Linked DNA regions of Ovis aries: region 1 is linked to region 2. The links are chromatin contacts, called in public Hi-C maps. All regions are on one chromosome and are shown on one strand. The core of a region is the stretch at or near the end of the contact, and the rest is flanking DNA. Distances in the headings are between cores, read along the strand shown.

The links. A called contact is a pair of places that touch in the nucleus more often than the background predicts.
Region 1: a Hi-C map of tail adipose tissue shows a contact between it and region 2, with 3 times the contacts expected there. The contact joins the enhancer-like site here to the promoter of COL8A1 in region 2. A contact is called at or near these places in 2 of 16 Hi-C or Micro-C datasets (both in tail adipose tissue).

Annotation. Positions count from the first base shown.
Region 1 is chr1:164,987,892-164,993,305 of ARS-UI_Ramb_v3.0, reverse strand. All of the region lies in intron 3 of COL8A1 (collagen type VIII alpha 1 chain), which reads right to left. The region is part of intron 6 of FILIP1L (filamin A interacting protein 1 like); the gene reads left to right. Among named protein-coding and RNA genes, the nearest start is that of CMSS1, 29 kb to the left of the region's middle. Within about 2 kb of position 3,010, at least 6 of the 54 cell types and tissues checked have an H3K27ac peak or open chromatin away from gene starts, as enhancers often do. A contact at or near this core is called in tail adipose tissue, where this site is marked.
Region 2 is chr1:164,838,323-164,843,580 of ARS-UI_Ramb_v3.0, reverse strand. It overlaps COL8A1 (collagen type VIII alpha 1 chain), which reads right to left and starts at 1,562. Exons shown (of 5, transcript XM_060416596.1): 1 at 1,484-1,562.

The DNA of each region.
Region 1 (5,414 bases), core at 1,761-4,260, 150 kb before region 2:
ACAACAGAGGATGAGATGGCTGGATGGCATCACTGACTTGATGGACATGAGTTTGAGTAAACTCTGGGAGTTGGTGATGGACAGGGAAGCCTGGTGTGCTGCAGTCCACGGGGTTGCAAAGAGTTGGACATGACTGAGTACCTGAACTGAACTGAAATGATAGCTGTATTAACAACTTATTATGTATTACATTGTATTATGTATTACATTGTATTATGTATCACATTGTATTATGTATTAACATTGTTCTATTGACAGACAATGTTTTGATAGTTTTAGGTGAATAGTGAAGGAACTTGGCCATACATATATATTCTTCCCCTGAATTCACCTCCCATCCAGGCTGCCACATAACATTGAGCAGAGATCCATGCAATAGGTCCTTGTTGGTTATCCATTTTAAATATAGCAGTATGTACGCACTCACCCCAAACTCCCTAACTATCCCTTTCTTCATTCTTTCCCCCAGCAACCGTAAGTTCATTCTCTAAGTCTGTGAGTCTCTTTTTGAAACTCTTATTCTTCTGATGATACCTTCAGAAAACCTAATTCTTTGGGGGGAATGGATTTTTGAGGGTAGGCATCTGGTCCCATCAGTTCATGGGAAATAGATAGGGAAACAGTGGAAACAGAGTCAGACTTCATTTTTTTGGGCTCCAAAATCACTGCAGATGATGATTGCAGCCATGAAATTAAAAGTTGCTTACTCCTTGGAAGGAAAGTTATGACCAACCTAGATAGCATATTAAAAAGCAGAGACATTTCTTTGCCAACAAAGGTCCGTGTAGTCAAGGCTGTGGTTTTTCCAGTGGTCATGTATGGATGTGAGAGTTGGACTGTGAAGAAAGCTGAGCACCGAAGAATTGATGCTTTTGAACTGTGGTGCTGGAGAAGACTCTTGCAAGTCCCTTGGACTGCAAGGAGATCCAACCAGTACATCCTAAAGGAGACCAGTCCTGGGTGTTCATTGGAAGGACTGATGCTGAGGCTGAAACTCCAGTACTTTGGACACCTCATGCGAAGAGTTGACTCATTGGAAAAGACCCTGATGCTGGGAGGGATTGGGGGCAGGACGAGAAGCGGACAACAGAGGATGAGATGGCTGGATGGCCTCACTGACTCGATGGACTTGAGTCTGAGTGAACTCCAGGAGTTGGTGATGGACAGGGAGGCCTGGTGTGCTGTGATTCATGGGGTCGCAAAGAGTCGGACACGACTGAGTGACTGAACTGAACTGAACTGAACTGAGACAAACAGTTCAGAACTGCTCCATATTAGCACTGGGCAAAATCAATGACTATATTTGAGAAAACCAGAACTGGAGAATGGTTGGGGGAAGAAAGAAAATAAACATCCAAGTTATAATAATATTAGCTACGTTTTTAAGCACTTACTTTATGCCAGCCCCCTGAACATACTTCAGATACATTTCACTAATCTTTCATCCATTTACTAGGGTTTTTTAAATGCTAAACTCTTTCATATGGTATCTCCCATCCTGTATTCATATATTAATAGTTGATTATTTTACTGAAAATCAAGACTGTTACATTCCAAGTTAGAAAGTTTAAATTCTTACTTGAAAAGAGACAAACATCATATGATATCACTTATGTGTGAAAACTAAAAAGTGATATAAATAAGCTTATTTACAAAACAGAAATAGACTCAGACAGAAAACAAATTTATGTTTACCAAAGGGGAAGAAAAGGAGGGGATAAATTAGAAGTTTGGAATTAAAATACATACGCAACTATATATAAAGTAGATAATCAACAAGGAACTCCTATATAGTACAGGGAGCTATACTAAGTATCTTATAATAACCTAAAATGGAAAGTAACCTGAAAAATAATATAATACATATTATATATATGTAAATTATATATAAATATATAAATCATATACATATAAATATAAATAAATGGAATCACTTTGCTATACACTTGAAACACAACATTGTAAATCAACTATATTTCAATAAAAATTTTAAAAAGTATTTCTTATTTGATCATTATTAGGAGATTCATCAATATATTGAATAAACTGGTACAGATCTAACTATATTTCCACTTCTTTCCATCTTGTCCTCCAAATTCCAAGGCTGCCTTTTTCATTGAAATAAAGAGTTTCCCTATTATATAGTATAAGATCCTGGACTAGATCCCTTACTTTTTGCTTTCTGGACTAGGGACACAAGCTTGGGAGGTATTGATGACGGCAAGGTGAATATGCTGAGATGGAACCCAAAGAAACTAAACCATCAGATATGAGTCGATCAATCCAGTACAGGCAGTGGGCAGAAAATCCAATAAGCATTCATTAGTTTTAGTCAATCTGCCCAATTATACCTCTTAGGACTGATACATATATAAAACTGAACTTGAATATGTGCCTCACTGATGAATCCTGAATCTACAATAATTAAGCGGAGCCAACAGCCCCACCTACTAGCCATAGGCAGAGCGTGACTTCTCGGGACTTACAGAACTTGAGATGTCAATTAGGTTGTGTCCTCTGCCCTAGAAACAGGCCACCCACATAACCCCTCTGAAGCGGATGGCCAACCACCACATTCCACAAGTCCTCCAGAAGAGATTTCACAACCTTCCCAAATAACCAACTGCAGGCTTCACAGACCTGCATTTCCTAACATCTAATCTGAATCTTACTTGCTGAACTTTAAACTCATTTCCTCTTTTGTATTCTCAAAGGAGGTGGGAAACATCTGGAGAAAATTTTTCTTAAAATAATAGCTCACATACTTGAAGTCTGCAATTAACTCCTTTTGTTTCTCTAACTGGGATCATGTCAGCTGCCAAAGAGTTTCTAAAATACTTGAGAGAACCCCTTGAAAGGGAAGTGCTAAAGCAGAATCCTGTCTTGTTTTGTTTAGCTTTTCTTCCCATAATGTGAAGACAACATCATTTATAGTACCTAAATGCTGGTTCTGACTTAAGCAAGTCACTACTCTAAGTGGGCAGCCCTTTCCTCATTTGCAGACTAGGGACACTGGCTAGATGGTCTCAAGGTCCCCTCTAGCCCTAAAATGCTCGGGTAGCTGTGAACCTGAATAACAAGTCCACACTTCATGGACAAATGCTTTCATGAAGCTGCATGCTTAAGCCTTTTGCATGTCATCTCACACATCCGGTCCCTTTTCAGTATTTTACTCTCCTCATCTTCTTACAGGTGGAGATGGAGCAAGAAGAGTTTGAACAGCCCCCTGCCAGTATCTCTCTGATGAAATAAGCTACACCTGACAAGAAACCAAAGAAAGAACCTAAATAAGAAATAACATTTACAGACAAAACAGTGATTTATAACTTTGTAATACCATATTCAAAGATTTACTAAAAATGGAAGCTTAATGAGAAATCTTTAAAAAGTGGCTATAAACGAAAAAAAAACTTTTTACAATATTTAGGCTCAAAATGTCCCCCAGAGTCACTCAGCAAGGATTGATGTATGCCTCCTGTCACAGGAATGACAAATGAATACAAAGTATGCATCTCAGGAAGGAATAAGTATGATGTATAAAAATGGAAGATCCAAAATTTAGAGGCAGGTCTTTAGTAGACAAAGATGAGAGCTTCCCAAGAATAAAGCCTTCCCCATTGTATGAGCCTGGGAATGTGTAGCAAGGCAAATTCCTTCCTGGTGTGACCCAAGAAGGGCTGGAAAGAACTCGACCATTCACACAAGCATCTTTCTGCCTTCTCTGCACTACTGTGGTTTGAGTAAATGACACAGTGTAAAATAATGTATTTTCAGGCCGTTGCAAGGGAGAGACATGTGTGAGGAAGTCTTTTCTGATGTAATCCATTGCACTGGACATTGTGAAAATATTTATCTTGAGCAAATAACTATAATAGTGTATTTTGTAAAATATAAATATCACGTACATGGAAGTACAAAGTTCCAATTACGAGATAAATAAGTGCACATGATAAATGCAATTAACACCACTGTATGTTACGTGTAAAAGTCATTAGAGAAGTAAATCCTAAGAGTTCTGATCACAAGGAAAATTTTTTTTCTTTTGTAACTTTATGAGATGATGAATGTTCACTCAGCCTCTGCGGAAATCATTTCATGATGTATGTAAATCAAATCATTGTGCTCTACACCTTAAACTTATACAGTACTGTGTGTCAATTATATCTCAGTAAAATTAGAAGGAAAAAAGTATAAATTTCATGGAATATTTGTTCACTGCAGACACTTTCATTTCATCCTGAACTCTTGTATAGGCCAATGGGATTACAAATGAATTTTACAAACAAAATTCAGCACTGTCCTTGTCATACGTATAGTTAAAATTTGGTAGTCGTGGTAGAAGTTGTTCTTTATAAATAACATGAATGAGTTGAATAAAGTAAAATGAAAAAAAAATTATACTCATTTCCAAAATATCTAAGGCTTCAGAAGCTAGAAAGTTTAAACCAAGTTTGGTAAAAAGACAAAGGCACATAACTTGTTTCCTGAATGACCTTTTTCCGGGTCTTGAACTTGTAGAAGTGTGGGTCCTAGGGTAGCCTCTAGATGTAGGTCCTAGGGTAGCCTCTAGATATAGGTCCTAGGGTGGCCTCTAGGTGTGGGTCCTAGGGTGGCCTCTGGGTGTGGGTCCTGGAGTAGCCTCTAGGTGTGGGTCCTGGAGTAGCCTCGAGGTGTGGGTCCTAGGGCGGCCTCTGGGTGTGGGTCCTAGGGTGGCCTCTAGGTGTGGGTCCTAGGGTAGCCTCTAGGTGTGGGTCCTAGGGTAGCCTCTAGATATAGGTCCTAGGGTGGCCTCTGGGTGTGGGTCCTAGGGTGGCCTCTGGGTGTGGGTCCTAGGGTGGCCTCTAGGTGTGGGTCCTAGGGCGGCCTCTGGGTGTGGGTCCTAGGGTGGCCTCTGGGTGTGGGTCCTAGGGCGGCCTCTGGGTGTGGGTCCTAGGGTGGCCTCTAGGTGTGGGTCCTAGGGTAGCCTCTAGGTGTGGGTCCTAGGGTAGCCTCTGGGTGTGGGTCCTCGGGCGGCCTCTAGGTGTGGGTCCTAGGGTAGCCTCTAGATGTAGGTCCTGGAGTAGCCTCTAGATGTGGGTCCTAGGGCGGCCTCTAGGTGTGGGTCCTAGGGTGGCCTCTGGGTGTGGGAGGGCGTGATTGGGAGGAAGCAATGGCTCGTCTCTGGACTCCAGCTTTTTCTGGGGAAGGCTGCCATATTAGAAGCTCTTGCCTTGTCTACTTTTCTGTAGTTCTGTGTATTCTTCTAGATGCTTCACCATTGCTCAGCATCTTAAGAAAAGTTGAGAAACTAGGTGACCCTCAAATGAGGTAGTTCCGGTCGAAGTTTTGAAAACTGAGGAAGTTGAAATATAAAGTACAGCAGGGTCAGTTCGCAGCCAGCATGGGCACTCCCTGGAAGCAGGGGGCCGGGAGGG
Region 2 (5,258 bases), core at 313-2,812:
AGCAAAATTTCGCATGACAGGAAGTTTGACATATAACTTTTTCATTTGAATAATAGCATTGAATCCTCTCCATGCCAAGTAGAAATTTTAAATATCTTTATTATTTCTTTTGATATGCAAACGATAAGGGGGAAAGGTTTGGAAGACCCTTAGCTAAACTTCTAATGATTCTATTTTCTTTAATAGTGAAGAATTTTTTACAGCTTTGGAGACTTTTCCTTTTTCAAGAGAAACAATATAAACAAACCAAAAAAAAAAAAAAAAAAAAAGGAAACCTTTTCCTCTCCTACTTTAAGAACCTTGAGGGCTGAAACAGTGGTTCGGTTTCCTGACTGCCAGCTTTGGTTTGCCGTCTCTCAGCTGTCTTGTGCAATTCCCCAGAGGAAATATTTGAAGAGGGTTTTTCTCCCACATGAGAGAGTTTCATCCCACACAGCCCGCAGATTCTGACTGCAAACTTCATGGACTAAGTGTCTGGTTTTCCAGAAGTAGCTGCGGAGGACGTTTTTCCTTCACAGGTGCACGACACATATTCTCAGACCTCAGAGATCAGGCTGTAAAGTCCGAAGTCTTTAAAAATGAGGGTAGCTTAAAGACTATCTCTCTGGCAATCAGATCAATTTTTACTAGATAAGGAAAAAGAAGGTGACAAGCAGGGATCAAACTTCCAAAGCCTTCAAGCTGATCGTTCTTTACAACCCTCGGGTGTAAACAGAAGTATTGGATAATCTGGCCTGTATTTTTCTCTGACTGTGGAACACATTGAAATGCTTTATGTTTAGGTGTGTGTATAGAAATTCATGAAGTTCTTTTATACACTTCTATTCCAGCACAATTCTCATTTTAGGACGTCTTGAAAAGACAATTTTGTGCTCTCACGTTGTGCCGTAGCTTGTCAATTTGGATTTGTTCTTTCCTATCTACCAGCCACCTGATTATGGTCTCTGGGCAAAGGGTACCCGTTGGCATCATTTTTTCCAAGCACTTAAACCTGGAAAGATATTTTTTAAAGGACTCACAGAAGCTGTCTTGGGGGTTTGGAAAACATGGCAAAATTGTTAGCAGACCTTTGTGCTATTTTTAGGAAACTAATTGTGTTCTTTTAAAGTACATTTTTGACAATGGGACAAAGTTTTCCTTGCCCCCACTGTTACGTGAAATATTTACAATGAAAAGCGATCAGGAAAACACCCCAAACAGATACACTTTAACCTCGGCAACAGCCAGCAACCAGGGGAAAAAGTGATTTAAAAGGCGAAAAGGTTTTTGCAATATTTATGCTGCTGTTTCTGCCCCAAACGAACTTTTATTTTACCGTTCAAACAGAAGTTTGTTTTCAAACCAGTTGCTGGTTTAAAGGAGCAGCCGATCTGGCATCCATAAGAATCAGCTCTAACCAAACAGTAAGCACGTTGACCAGGGGAAACTGATTCCCCCAAAGCAACCCCCAGTAGGTCAGATGCCTGCAGAAGGGTTATCTTACCTTGAGCAAGTAAGATCCAGGAGAGAGGCTCGGGGGCTCCCACAGGAGAGGACCGGGAAAGTGCTCTGATCCGCTGCTGGTAACATGCACTTGGCTTTTATGGGCAGGTGGGAGGAGCCGCTCCTCATGGTAGGTGGGCAGAGGAGCAGCGGCGGGCGGGCAGCCCCGGGAAGCTGGACACTCTTCTCTGGGGAGGGGCGGCGAGGGCAGAGCCAGGAGCCGGAGAGAGGGAGGAGGGGCGGGGAGGGAGGAGGGTGGAGGAGCGGAGGAAGCAGTGGAAACGGGAGAGGAGGGAGAAGGAGAGAAAAAGAGAGACAGAGAGAGACAAGAGAGAAAACTTATAAAGGGATGTAGTCCACAGACAGGGAAAAGACTGGGGAGAAAACGACCAGGAGACTGAGACAGTCAAACAAGCAAGATACGGAGGGAAAGCAGAATTTTGATGATTTGCCATTTTGTATGACATTTTAGATGGCAGTGGTGTTGGGGAGCGAGTTGTGAGTGACGGAGAATAACAATAGGTATTTTCTGTGAATTCGTAAACCTAAATAACGGTTCAGGAATATTTGGAATTTCACAGGCAAGGGAAAGGAGGGGAAGCTGGCCCTCGGAGTAGCGCATCCCGAGCTCTGGATGGGCGCGGAGAAGGGCTGGCCACAGCCGGCTGCCATCCGGCCGCCCTCCTGCGTCCTGGTCTCCCACCCCCCGCGGGTGAAAGCCGGCCCTTCACTCATCACTCCCCACTGTGCTTTGTGACCAGCAAGTTCTCCTGGTGCTGCCGGTAGTGCGCAGCATCCAGAGGCCCCTCGGGAGACTTCTGCAGCATTAAGGTAAATCCAGCAAAGGTTGGAGAGGATCAGCGGAGATTGGCTTGTGGAGAAAGGAACCTCAAAACCAGCCTCGGTCCTCCAACATCTGCTTATGTAACAGGATTGCAGGGCTCTCTGCCCTCTGGTTATTTTCGGTATTTTAAAAACTCTCATTCCTAGCAATTGGAAAACGTCTTGGTGCCATAGCTCTCTGTGTGTCTTAAACATTAAGAGGATTCAACCAACAAGAGGCTGAAGGATCAGGCCGAAATTCTTAAGAAATACATTCAGAGAAAGAAAAACAAACTCCTTTAGCTGCTGAGCCGTGACTCACTTCCTAGCCCAAGTTTGATTTTTGCCACCACAGGAATTAAAGCATTTGAAAAGAGAGAACCTGAGCCTTGAGGGTGAGGGGTACTGACAAGGGGAAAGAAAGAGGCAGGGAGATGGATGGATGGGCCTGAAAAGAACAGGGGAAATAACTTTTACTGACAATATTGATATATAACTATATAAATGTATAGTAATATATTCACACATGAAACTTGATTCATTTCACCACAGCCTTATGGAGTCAAATATGATTCATATTGTGTAGTTTTTTTTTTTTAAAGAAAGGAATTTCAAAGGGTTAAGCAACTAGCTCAAGCTAGCAAGAAGGGGAGCCGTATTTGGTGAGCTTCCAGAGCACGTGTACTCTGCACATGAGGCCACCATATAGAATGCCTGACCTGGCCTCAGGTTAGTCCTGATGTCTTTGTGTGTGGAGTGGGGAGAGGTTATCAGACTCCAAGAGAAGGAAAAATGATGACCAAGAGCCGAATATGTTGAACTGGGTACTGTTGACATCTTGGTCCAGATAATTCTGGTGAGAACTTTTTCTGGCTATTATAGGATGTTGAGCACTATCTCTGGCCTCTACCCACCAGATGCCAGTAGCACTCTCCTTCTTGAGTTATGAGAATTGAAAATGTGCCTACACTTACCCAAATTGCGGGGGAGGAGGAGCAAAAAAAAAAACTCCTCCCTTTAAGAACCATTGGTTGTAAAAGGTCCACAGATATAAAAAAGGATTTTAAAGAAATTCATAAGAAAATATCCAACAGTGGTATTTGGATAATAGTAATATTAGTTGTCATATGTGTTTAGGTTACATTGAACATAACTTTTACATTTTCATAATCCCATCTGTCTGCCTCTAGACTTCAAAGCCTCAATTGCTTTCTTCCTAACTAATCTTATTCTCATTCGGATACAGCTGGGAGTCAACAACCCCCTGTGCCTGGGATATGAGGAGAATTAATGATATACGAGGTGAAACATTTAAGTTCTTTATTATAAACACAAACTTGACCTTAGAACAGTTACTCAGATGTTACTCATGATGTTTCATGACATTGATTATTTGTCTTAATAGTTATAATTTTTCATTTCTAGAACCCCTTCACAAATAGTATGTTTGTGCTTTGAGAATATGCCTAAATCCACTGAAGGAAGTCTATGAAATGAACAGCTTTGTTACTGGACTTAGAAATAAAACTGCATTGAGTCTTCTGGGGTTGACCCTTGAAATCAAATACGATTTCACAGGAAAGCTACCACTTCTGGAACTTTATAGTTTAGTGAAGAAATGTTTTCTGGGAAAGCTAATTAGGACCCAGTTAGAGGCACCTCTGGGTGATACATATTAGTAGATATCCTTATCAGATTATAGCAAATCACCTTTTCAATTCTGATTTAATGCCTTTAGACATTCCAGATCCATCACATAGTTGTGAAAAATAGAAACAGAAAAGGCAAGCAAAGCACATTCAAAGGGAAGGCAATTGACAGCTGTATTTTCTTTCCCTTTTTCCTCCATCACTCCCTCCTTTCAAACTTGAATATCCAGCTATGTAACAAAAGAGCTCCTTTCATTTTGTTTGGATGGTGCTAACGGTTAGTTCATTTCTCCAGTTCACACTTGCCTGAATCTAACTCTAGCAGATCTGGACAACAAATCAGGAATCCAGGAATGTGATCTCTTTGCTGACTCTTCGAGTGCCCTTCTAGAATCTCTTGAAGGTGACTGAGGTTTGAAATGACCTAGTTTGGTCTTTTGTGGAAAGAAAGGAATCCAATGACAACATACTAGATGGCTCTGAAGTTTCCATTGTGTGAATGTAATAACAGCTACAGATTATTACCTTATTTTAAAGAGCTTTGAAAATGGAAACTTTTTTTTAAAATTTAGAATTAATCAACTAATAAATACCTATTAAGAATGGATACAGACAGTGTGGGGTATTCAAAGCAAAGGAAAATAGTAAGAATGTAGATCTACTCTCATGGAAGGAAAAAAAAAAAACCATGTAATTCTTGTTAGTTGGGTTGCAAAGTGGTTTCAGGGAGGTGTTGGCATTTGGGTTGACTGTGGAAACCAGAATTGGAATGGGTGAGTGATGAATTCTAGGACAAGGGGGGAAATGTACACAACTGGGGGAGTCACAGGAAAATGTGGAGAATGGTAAATGGCTGGCTTGACTTAAGGGAAGGGTTTGTATAGCAGAACAATGAAGCTAAGAAACAGGAAAGGAGAGATGCAGTCAGCCTGTGGATGGCCTTCAATGTCACCTCAGTAGCCTGAACTGTAACTCTAGGCAATGAGAAGTCATTGGAGACTTTTGAGCCATAGCATGGCATGCTAGAAATGGCATATTATTAAGAATTCACTTTTCTTTGTATAGGCTATTTGTAGTAGCTTTGCATATAAATACTTGCCAGTCTCTCCAGGGCCATAAGCATACTTAGAGAAAGCTGAGTGTTTGTGTCCTGCAGACTTGGAGGTCTGCATGAGGTGGCAAAAATGATGGTAGTTCTACCCTAGAGTGTCCCTACAGTGTTCTGGGTGATTCTTAGGAGATGGGAAGGCAGAATTCTCCGAGTGTGGCCAAGATGATAGATGAGATTAATGTGAAGGTTGGTGC